3 separate regions of the Mus musculus genome follow, and regions 1 and 2 are each linked to region 3. Evidence: chromatin contacts called from public Hi-C data. All regions are on one chromosome and are shown on one strand. Each heading gives the region's core, a stretch centred on a gene start, on an enhancer-like site or on the middle of the called end of the contact. The rest is flanking DNA. Distances are from core to core; before and after follow the strand shown. Region 1 has its middle 11 kb from the start of Gm33447. Region 2 has its middle 27 kb from the start of Lncenc1. Region 3 has its middle 24 kb from the start of Gm34087.

Evidence for each region. Hi-C and Micro-C count contacts between places; a contact is called where the count stands out from the background.
Region 1: a contact with region 3 is called in a Hi-C map of the N1E-115 cell line, with 4 times the contacts expected there. The contact joins two enhancer-like sites. A contact is called at or near these places in 9 of 484 Hi-C or Micro-C datasets (the G1E-ER4 cell line, the N1E-115 cell line, Sertoli cells and 6 more), 3 of 115 datasets of contacts at active chromatin or transcription factors (embryonic stem cells, fibro-adipogenic progenitors and pancreatic cancer cells) and 1 of 9 other capture datasets (adipose tissue).
Region 2: a Hi-C map of the N1E-115 cell line shows a contact between it and region 3, with 2.7 times the contacts expected there. The contact joins two enhancer-like sites. A contact is called at or near these places in 6 of 484 Hi-C or Micro-C datasets (the G1E-ER4 cell line, the N1E-115 cell line, Sertoli cells and 3 more), 3 of 115 datasets of contacts at active chromatin or transcription factors (T-cell acute lymphoblastic leukemia, fibro-adipogenic progenitors and pancreatic cancer cells) and 1 of 9 other capture datasets (embryonic stem cells).

Annotation. Positions count from the first base shown.
Region 1 is chr13:97,385,054-97,388,838 of GRCm38.p6, forward strand. No RefSeq gene overlaps it. Among named protein-coding and RNA genes, the nearest start is that of Gm33447, 11 kb to the left of the region's middle. Within about 2 kb of position 1,743, at least 47 of the 459 cell types and tissues checked have an H3K27ac peak or open chromatin away from gene starts, as enhancers often do. A contact at or near this core is called in the N1E-115 cell line, where this site is marked.
Region 2 is chr13:97,406,594-97,409,979 of GRCm38.p6, forward strand. No RefSeq gene overlaps it. Among named protein-coding and RNA genes, the nearest start is that of Lncenc1, 27 kb to the right of the region's middle. Within about 2 kb of position 2,043, at least 28 of the 459 cell types and tissues checked have an H3K27ac peak or open chromatin away from gene starts, as enhancers often do. A contact at or near this core is called in the N1E-115 cell line, where this site is marked.
Region 3 is chr13:97,596,954-97,600,476 of GRCm38.p6, forward strand. No RefSeq gene overlaps it. Among named protein-coding and RNA genes, the nearest start is that of Gm34087, 24 kb to the right of the region's middle. Within about 2 kb of position 1,743, at least 36 of the 459 cell types and tissues checked have an H3K27ac peak or open chromatin away from gene starts, as enhancers often do. A contact at or near this core is called in the N1E-115 cell line, where this site is marked.

The DNA of each region.
Region 1 (3,785 bases), core at 493-2,992, 210 kb before region 3:
TTCCGTGTTGCCAAGGTACCTTTTGCCACTTTATTCTAATGTAAAGTCTTACTGTGCAGCCCTGGAAGACCCGAGACTCCCTATGCAGTCCAGGTTGGCCTTGAAATGAGTGTCGGTCTAACCTCAGCCTCCCAAGTGCCATGAGTACAGTGTTTGCCATCATACTCAGCTCGAGGTCCAGGTTCATAATCCTGATCAACTAGAGAAGAAAGCCATTGTTCCTCCGGCAGGGACTTGTTTAGTCTGGGAGAACCTATTGGCCAGTTTTACCAGTATGCTAATAACAGGAAAGTGAAGAGTAATTCAGCACCATCAGAACAGCCAATCCTTTCTTTGGAACTGGATAATAAATTCCATTATGATCAGCCTGTTCTATTATATCATCTGAACAGGAGGTTCCTGAATAATTAATGTGGCCTTTTTTTTTTTTAATACTATGTTGGTTGCTTAAAAGTGGAGACAGTCCATCTTTTCTCTTGAACTAGAGGGGTGACCATTGTATCCATACAGTTGTATCAACTACAGGAAAGCATTGTTAGGTGAGAGCTGTGGCGTGTTCCAGAGACCACTCATTGCCCATGGCACTTTCAGCCAGGGTCTCCGAAATGAGAAGAGTGAGATTTTCCCTCTTGGTGTCACGTGGACTTCAGACTTCGGCCACTATCAGAGCACGGCCCATGTGCTGTGGCTGCCACGCCCTGACCACGTCTGTGCTCAGGCTCGCTCAGCCTCTGTTGAGGTGCCAGCCTTGGTTCCCAGAGTGGGTGTGTGTGGTATGTGTGTGGTGTGTGTATATGGTATATGTGTGTGTGTGATATGTGTGTGTTAGGCAAAGTGTTTGCTTGTATGTTTATCTCAGAGACACTAAAAAGTCACACCTAAAAACGTAGCAAGGCTGAGTGTCTTGCTTTCCAACAGATGTTTCCAGGGTTGCAAACATGTATCTTGAATATCTTATCACATCAGATCATATTATTTATTACTTACCCTGTCGCCTGTCAACTTGGCTTCTACTCATCTGTGCTTCTGGAATAAACTTAAGGTACTCCCCCATCCCCCATTATCTTTATTTTAGAAGTTCTATATTTGCATCAGACTTTTTATGTTACAGAAGTAAAATTACAACCCAGGGTTAACCACTGTAAACATGGTTATGTTGGTAGAGACAGAGGAGAGGGGGAGAGTTGTAAGAGAGAGAGAGAGAGAGAGAGAGAGAGAGAGAGTAGTATATAAGTGGACCAAAACCTAAATATGTAAATCATAACTAAGAAAATTTTAGGACAAAAAAGTGAAAGACCTTTTTTTTAATATATGTATTTTATTTTATTTTATTGTCTCCATTTTGGTACCTTTTGCTCACTGCAAAAGTGTAACTTAATTGACCAAAATTTTAAGACCTTGAGACAGGAAGAGATTCCTTAAGTAAATCATGTAAGATATGTAGTACAAAGGAAAACATTTACACATGTGAGTATCAGAAGCCTGCAGATGCCAAGTGCTCCCCAGCACCCAGGAAGTAGAACTCCTAGACCCGTGGTTCTCAACCTGTGGATTGTGACCCCTTTGAGGGTAGAACAACTCTTCTATGGGAGTCAAGTATCAGATACTCTGCATATCAAATATTTACATTATGACTCACAACAGTAGCAGAGTTACAGTCACGAGGTACAGGAAATAACTTTGTGGGTGATGGCCACTGCAGCATGAGGGACTAACTGCATCAAAGTGACAGTGCTGAGCCTCTCCACCTGCTTACCCCCCTTCCAAGCTGTCCTTGTTTGCAGACTCTCACAGATGCTCTCTACACTCTGTGAAGACAGAGCTGTAGAAATGCCCAACACTGGTTGCAAAGAGCCGAGGTATAGCTAGTTACATCTCCATGTGATAGACTCTTACAGGGTTTTGAGAATGACTTCACCTTTTGTTTTTAATTATGTGTATACGTGGGTTTGGAGTGTGGGTGCATGCATGTGAGTGCAGTGCAGAAGAGGCTGCCAGGCCCCCTTCCTCCTCCCCACCCCTCCAGCTCTGTCTGCTTATGTGGTGCTGAGGCTGCTATGGTTTCGATGCCTCCAGCATCCCCCCAGCTTCTGGTTTTTGCAGTTTTAACTAGTTTTTACTTTTGTGGGGCCGAAGATAAAAGCAAGGGCCTCCTGCATGCCAGGCAACCATTTTTCCTCAGAGTTATGCCCCTATCCCTGCTTTGTGCAATTTAAACGTGCTCAAAAATCTCAAAAACAAATAAGTAATGTTTTCTATCTTGTACAAAATTACACGAAGGGGTTGGAGAGGTGGCTCAGTGGGTAAGAGGACCAGGGTTTAATTTCTAGCAACTACATTGACAACTCAACCTGTAAGTCCCAGTTCCAGGGGATCCGATGCCTTCTTCTGGCTCTGTGGCTTTATATGTGTATATGTATATAGCGCACATGCCTATGTACAGGCAAAACACCTATATGAAATACAGATACAAATGCTTCCACCCACAGTCAAGTCTTGCTGGAATATGACTCTTCTCAGTGAACATATTGAACTAGGACTTCTGTGTGGTCTTGGTGAGCACTGGAGTTTGGGGACCAGGGAGATGACATTGATGTACAGTGTTAGAGTCAGTGGCTTCTGATGGTTCTTAATTGAGTGGTTCTCTACCCGGCTGCACACTAAGGTCACACCAGTGGCACTTGAGACATCAGAGCCCTAGTCCCACCCTAACAGCTCTCCTAACTTGTTGGGGTGGAGGATTACATATCGAAAAACAAACAAACCGCCCCGGAGGTGTTACTATTGCTGTACATGTGAGTGAACAGGAAAGTAATGGGTTAGATAGAAACCAAAGGCAAACAAGAGTGATGCCAGCTATAGTTTGAAGAAGATTTGACCTCCAGCTTTTAGAGACAGTCTCTGGGATGCAGGTGAAGAAAAGCAGCCTGGGTTGGACTGAGAAGATTTATCTGGGATTTAGCAATGCCTGGTTCTCTGGTCTTCAGCATCTGACATCCTCTCTTGGCTTGTCTTCTTCTAATGTAAAATATCCACAGACCTGCTTTCTGGAGCTATTCCATAATGGTGGAATAGGGTACAGCCTTATTTCTGGACACACTGTAGCAGAGATTTTGCTCCAAATATTGTTTAACTGAGCCAGGAAGAAAAACAACGGGGCTAAGACTGGCTTGTCTTGACCTTTGTCATGAATTCCCGGTGTTTATGGCCCTGGGTACCTAGGACCCATGTAAAAGTAGAACTTACAAAAGCCTAAGAACCAGGTCTCCAACTATTTTCTCTTCCCCTCCCCAACAGCATAATTTAAAATATTGAGTGAACAGAACTTACAGTAATGTTTAATTTTATGATTTCAGAATATTTCTAAATTTTTATTATTATTCTTGTGTATATTAGTGTGTGTGTGCACTTGCTTGTGTACTTGTGTGCCTATGTTCAGGTGTTCTTAGCAGACTGTGCACGTAGAGGTCAGGGGATGAGTTTCAGGACTCAGTTCTCACATTCCACTGTGGGATCGGGGCATTGAACTCAGGTCGCCAGGTTTGAGCAGCAAGCCCTTTTTACTGGCTGAACCGCTTCATTGGTCCTCACTTCAAATCGTTTCAAACTCCTTTCAGCTAAATTTGCAGAACAGCACCAACCAAATGATCGGCTTCCTGAAGCCAGGAGTCATAAACGGTAACATGAAGTATGGGCAAAATCATGATAGTGCTAACATGGCCTTGATTTCCCGTTTGGGGTTTGGTAAATTGCATGCTTTACCTTGCGTTAGAGTTAATTTCTAT
Region 2 (3,386 bases), core at 793-3,292, 190 kb before region 3:
CTACTGAACTGATCAGTACTAGAGGCAGTACTGCGAGGATGCCCCTGCCCCTGCCCCTCCCCTCAAGTGTCTCATTTCTGTGGCTTAAATGGCATGTGTGCTTTTATGTAAGAGGAGAAGCTGATGTGAGGGCATGACACACACATGAGCACACACACACACACACACACACGAGCACACACACACACGAGCACATACGGCCAATGGTGTGAAGCACAGGATGAATGTAGAGATCAAAGGATAATCAGTATTGGTCCTTGCCTTCCCTTTCCCTCTCGTTGTTGTTTGCCTTCCCTTTTCCTCTCGTTGTTGTTTGCTGTGCACTCCAGAGCAGCTGGCCTATGCGTTCCCAGGGATTCTGTCTCCACCTCCCATCTGGTCATAGGTTTGCTTGGGTTACAGACACGTGCTACCACACCCAAGCTTTATGTGGTTTCTGAGGAATCTAAACTTAGTTCTCACACTTGTACAGTAAATGCTTTATGCACTGAGCCGTTTCTTCAGCTCCCTGATGCACACACAGTCTTATCTCAGTAAAGGCTTGTGTGCGGGAGGGGTTGGGGGGGAATGGAGGTGGGTTCTGACTTCTGAAAGGAAGGTATATTCCTCGAGGAACTAGGACATGTCAATTTCATCTTATTACCTACAATGGCCAGAAAATTGCTGAACGAATCAGAGATGCTCGGTGAATAGTCAGGGATTGTAAATGGCCTTTTCTTTTGCGAATTGTTATTCTGAGCAATTTTGTGCAAAATAAGGCTTTTGAAGACCTTTGGTCCATTTTCATTTTTAAGCTAATGCTTAAAAAATATTCAGATTGAGAGTAAATCTGTATAGAATACCAGATTTCCATAGACTAGACAGGTTGTTATTAGTACCTCGTTTTGAATTCTCGTTTTAGCCCACAGTTCCCTTGCAATTTTACCTCCCAATCCCAATGTCGGGAAGATTCCTCTCATCTAAAGCAGCTGCTTCTCCCTGAACTCTATAAAGTCATTTGTTGCTCCTGCTTCTTGCTCTTTCTCAGTGTCTGCTAGAGGCAGACAGCAGGACATCAGCTAAGGACTGGTGAAAACTAGGTAGCAAGCAAAGCAATTTGCAATGCTAAAAGACTCAGCGTCCCACAGGTTAGAAGGAGCTGCTAGCAACATAGTAGCTGTGTGAAAGGGAGTTTTAACTGTGCCATCAACAACTGGCTTTATTGGCTCATTTAGAAAAGAAAATAAAGGGAAAGAAAATCCAAGAGCAAAATGCTATTTGAAATTCCCTTTTGTGGGCCAATCAGGGTAAAGGTGCATTGTGGGCCAGTGAGGGTAAAGATGCTGGCTGTGTTTGCTGCCAAACCTAGCAACCAGAGTTCGATTTTTGTCCCTTATGGTGGAAGTAGAGAATGGATTATTGCAAGTTGTCCTCTGACCTCCACGTCTGCACCATGGCACTTGTGTGCCCCCCCCCAAAGTAAACAATATTAAAAAAATTGATAAAACTCTGAAACACTTTCTACATTCTATGTTGTAGTTACTTCTTTTAACTACTGTTATTACTATCATTAACATTTTCAGCCTGAAGTATAACTTTTTGCAAATTATGTCTCCATGTTTTATTGTGATAAAATACATAGAACATACATTTGACCCATTTGTAGCTACGTACTTTAGATTTAGTGATGGTGAGTTTCTAGTCTTGCAGGTTTTAGGCACTAGGGTTTTTCTTAAGATTTCTGCCAGATTCCCAGGACTGCTGAAGGACAAAGAGTCGATTCGATGCTTGGTATTGTATGAATGAATCCAAACCTTATCGTATCTAAAGCTTTTAGATTAATTGAATTTCGAGTTTTTAAAAGGACGTTGGTGGTGATGGTGCAACCAACCATGAGACACAGCTGTATTCTCACAGGTTATTAAGGGCACTTTGCTGGTGTGATGATAATTCAGATCGAAACACTGAGAATTACACAGGAACTGCTTCTCTGCCAGGGCGCTCAAGCCTTGGCTGCGTGCCACTTCTAGCTTATCTGAAATGTCACACCATCACTGCGACAGGAATCACTTTGCTCTTGTATATCCACTTTGGGGTTGGCCACAGGATTCTAAGAACGTCACTCACTTATTCTGTACCATCCTTCCTCCCAGACAGTAGAAGCATTTTTTTCTTCACATTTCAAAGAATTAAAAGACATAATGAGCTCTGTGCTGACAGCATTTAGGTCTGAAATGTCCTCAAAGGTCCATGCTTTGTCTGAGGGCAGCATGGGACTACTGGGAGGTGATAGAACCTTAGGAGGCGGAGCCTAGCAGGAGCGCTTCAGGTCATTGGTCCTCAGAGGCCTTGGTAGAGCTCCTGCCTCGTCCTCTCTCCTTCTGGACGTTGAAGCTCTTTTGTTCCACTCTCCCACATGCTGCCTCATTACCAAGGCTTAAAAGCCATATCTCCAAGTGGCTCTCGGGCTGAAACCTCAGAAACTGAGAGCCAAAAGAGGCCTCTTCTCTTCGGAAGCTGATCACCAAGGCGTTGGTCACGATGGGGGAACAGCTGATGAGCACATCTGTGGACAGCACAAGACAATTACAGTGGCGTCCGTGATTTCGTGGCGTGTACACGCCTGGCTTTGTTCTTACCCAGTATCTCAGTACCAGGAGTCTCAAACATCATGTGAATGGGTGCATACTCGCCCGGAGTGGGGTCTATATTGTTGCTTTAATTAGCTACTTTCTCCCTTTATGCAACTCCTCACAGGAGCATGGGCAGTAAAGCAAATGGAGCTCACATTTCTCCTCGCTCACTTGGCAGGAATTTCGTCTTGCCCCATGTGGACGGCATTTGCACAGCTGCTATACCCACCGAGCGATAAAAAACAACGCCAGCTCAAGGCTTGGCTAGACCTGTACTTTGTTTCAGCAAAATACCTTAGGAAGTAAGGGGTTAAGCCCTCCTTCTACTTCTATTGCCTCCTCCTTCTCTTGACTCCTCCCTCCTCTGCCTCAAGTAGAGCACTCCACCTAGTCAAGACTGTCTTTGATAATCGGCAATGCACTTTTTGATCATCCCAATCACAGATGCAACTGTTCTCGTGACTGGAGAGGCACTTAAATCAGAGCTGGGAGCCTCTGCCCTTACATCTGTCATGCTACTGCCAGTACAAGGAATTTTGCTATTCACATTAAAAAAAAAAATCAGTTTGTACTTTATAATACTCTGCACTTAAAGAACATGATTACTGCTAATTATCATTTAGAAAATTGTTTTTTTTTGCTTGATTAGAGATTTTTAGCAGTGTGTACTGAAATCTAGTGGGCCTTCATTATGTGTGTTACTTTGCAGTGGATACTGGCTTAAATATTAATATATGGAAATTCAGCTTCATCTGCTGTACCTTTTGATGTCAG
Region 3 (3,523 bases), core at 493-2,992:
ACTACAAATCTCAATGTTTCCTGAGATTAGAGGCTTAGATGCTTCTGTCATTGCCCTAATACTTCACTCTGCATGCTTGACTTAGTGGCATCCACTGGTCCATGTCATTCTTTGACCTGGGAATCTTGAGATTGCCTCCCCCTTTCTTTCATTTCCTTCTTTCTTTACACACACTGTTCAAAACACCAGCCCTCAGGCAGTGGTATAAATAAGAATGCCCCCCTACAGGCTCGATCATATATTTGAACACTTAGTCAGTAGGTAGTGGCACTGTTTGAGAAGGATTAGGAGGTGTGGCCTTTGTTGCAATAGGTGCAGCCTTGTTGGAGGATTGGAAGAAGTTTCTTACTGGGTATGGGCTTTGAGGTTTCAAAACCCTTGCCAAGCTCAGTATTGCTCTCCCTCATGCACTTCCTCTGTCTGTCTGTCTGTCTGTCTGTCTGTCTGTCTGTCTGTCTCCCTCTGCCTGTGTATTAAGTTATAGCTCTCAAATTACTTCACCATGCCTGCCTGCCTGTCACCTTGCTCCCCCACCATGATGATAATGGGCTAAACCTCTGAACTGTAAGCTAGCCTACAATTGCAAGAATTGCCTTGGTGATGGTGTCTCTTCACAGCAAGAGTGACTAAAGATACCTCCCTTCTCTACACCATGATTCCAGAAGTCAGGGAGGTCACACATGTTATTTTTAATTTCTTTGTGCTCAAGATGAAACCAAGAGCCTCTCATGTGCCAAACCTGCATTCTACTATGGAGCTAGGTTTCCGTTTTTATTTGCTCACATTTTTTATTTGCTCTCATTTTTACCTCTTTGATAATGCATTCGTTAGCATGCAACTGGGAAGGGAGGAATTAAAGAAAAGAATTGGGCCTTAAATATTACCTTAAAGGACAGATGATAAGATATGGTTTTAAATTAGAAGAATCTATGGCCAAAGAAACACCACCCCGAGGAAATGAGTTACCAACAGATGGGAACCAGATAATCCCACGTGAAATAAAAAGCAGTAACAAGAGTAGTTAATAATTATTGAGTATTTTGCATCAAGTACTCTTGAATTTCTTCGCATACATTCACATTTAATGAAAAGAACTGTTAAGTTGATGTGATTTGTGTCCACAGTTTGTAGGTGAGGTGACCAGAGCACAGAAAGCTGCCCAGTGGCTATGTGGCATTGTTGATAGGTGAAAACGGGGAGGCCGGCTTGAGAGCCTGTGCTCCTAACCAGTTACCTCTCCCATCTGTGGATGGAAGGTTCACGGAAACCTTGAAAATCAGTTTTGTTGGAATAGTTAGAAGCTAGGTGTTTGGTAATGGGGAGCCAGGCACTTTAGCTAGAGGATAGAAGCATTTTTTAGATGCCAAAGCTGCCCTGGTCCTGAGAACTGACACTGCTTCCTTCTCCTATAGGACTTGCTGTGGCTGAGTTTTGGATGCGATCTCCATTTGACAAGGAATAAAGACGAGGCATAAATAAGTAACATTTATCTTGTCTTACATATGGATCTCCTAGCCCTCCCTCCCTTCCTCTTTCTCTCTCCACCCTCCCCACTTCAATCTTTCTTCCTCCTTTCCTTCCTGATGCTCAGCAGCAAGATGTTCCAGTCTGGGATGATCTGAAGAAAGGGCAAAAGAGAACAGTGTATTCTGGGAATGCAGGCGCCGCCGCTGCTTTGGACTTGCTTCCAGCGGAAATCCCCATGCAGATCGTATCTTCCACGTGTCTGCTCAAACACTAAGATAAATGTCATGAAACAGGAGCAAAGGAGAGGCTTCTAAAACACCAAGATGCTTGAAAGCAGAGAATCCTGTAGGGCCTAGCAAAGACTTTTATCTCTCCGCTTCATTTCTCTAGGGAGTCTTAACTGCTCCAGATTCAATATCACCCTTGAGTGACTGGGAAGCAGCAAGTGGTCAAATTATTTTCACTGTCTGTATGGAGTCCCTGGTGTACCAGGAGGCCGATGCCTCCAGAGAAGACCCACAAATGACTGTCACGCACTGTGGGGGCCACAAGGAAGCAGTGTGCACACTGGCCTGGGAAAACAACACGCCAGAGTAACAGGGGTATTTTGCAAGCTTTTAGTTGATTCCTCATAAGGGCAAAGTCTAATTGCATCTCAGATATCAAAGTTGTGCTGCACAGAGCCCACTGTAGCCCTTAAAAAAATTTATGTTCTGTTTAGCAGGGCCAGCAGGTTCAGAGCCACGGTCACCGGCTGCCTAATTACTCTTGCGTGGTTCCCTTCACCCCACCCTTCCATTTGCTGCAGTCAAGAGTTATGGCTCTGATCATTCCAGGCTGTTTCTTGAACGTAACTGGAAATATTACACAGTGTGACCGCCTCCCTTCTGGGACTGGAATATGAGATATTGTGTAAGCTTGCCTCACATCCTTCAGAGCACATGGAGGTGGGGACTTTCTCCTGACAATTCCCACACTCTGTCCCCTTGAGTGTGCCAACCCCTTCTTGCAAGTCTGAATTCTCTTCTCACATTCAGAATGATAACAAAAGCACAGACCCAGTGGGCACGCTGGCTCTTAAAATCATGCTGACATTCAGAAAACGGAAGCAGGAAGAACATGAGTACAAGGCCAGCCTGAGCAAGAGAGTGAGAACCCATCATAAAAAAAAGACAAGAAGAAGAAGAAGAAGAAGAAGAAGAAGAAGAAGAAGAAGAAGAAGAAGAAGAGGAAGAGGAAGAGGAAGAGGAAGAGGAAGAGGAAGAGGAAGAGGAAGAGGAGGAAGAGGAAGAGAAGGGGAAGAGAAGGAGGAGGAGAAGAAAGGAAAGAGAAAAGAAAACCTGTTTCTTAGCTCTAGCATGAGTGGTCCTACTTTGCAGTCTCTTGAATTTTAAAAGACAGACACAGACATAACTGGTCCTCAACCATTGCTTCATACCAGTGGTCTTCCTCTTTAATACAGTTCCTCATGTGGTGGTGATCCCCAACTATAAAATTATTTTTGTTGCTACTTCATAACTGTAATGCTGATGCTGTTATGAATCATCATGTAAATATCTGATATGCAGATGGTCTTAAGCCCCTGTGAAAGGCTCATTCAATCCCCAAGGGGACTGTGACCCACAGGTTGAGGGCTGTTGCTTTATACCAATCTGAAGGCAGACATGCATCTACAAGCTGACCAATAGTAATATTCTGAGTTCTCACAAGGCAACTCTTTTGCAAAAGCACAGCATGGCCTGGAGCAATAGGCCTTTCTGTTTCAATAGCCAGGACCAAATGGCTAGGTCTAGGTGGATCCTGGAGTGCAGTCTTGGAACAGCCCACCAGGGCCTCAGTGCAGGTCTCCATGCTTTGTTCAGACATCTCCCTGCTGTGCTCCGAGAAGCTGTAGGGCACATTCATCCGCCCAGGCTCGAGGCCTTGCCTCACACTCGGCTCCTTTATCGTTTCAAGAGATTTGCACTGTGGAGGTCAAAGGGAGCAAGCCGGGCCAGGCCCCACCTCAGCACCAGCCAAAGTTGCTGTCAGCACCAGATGGAGAAATCGTCAGCCC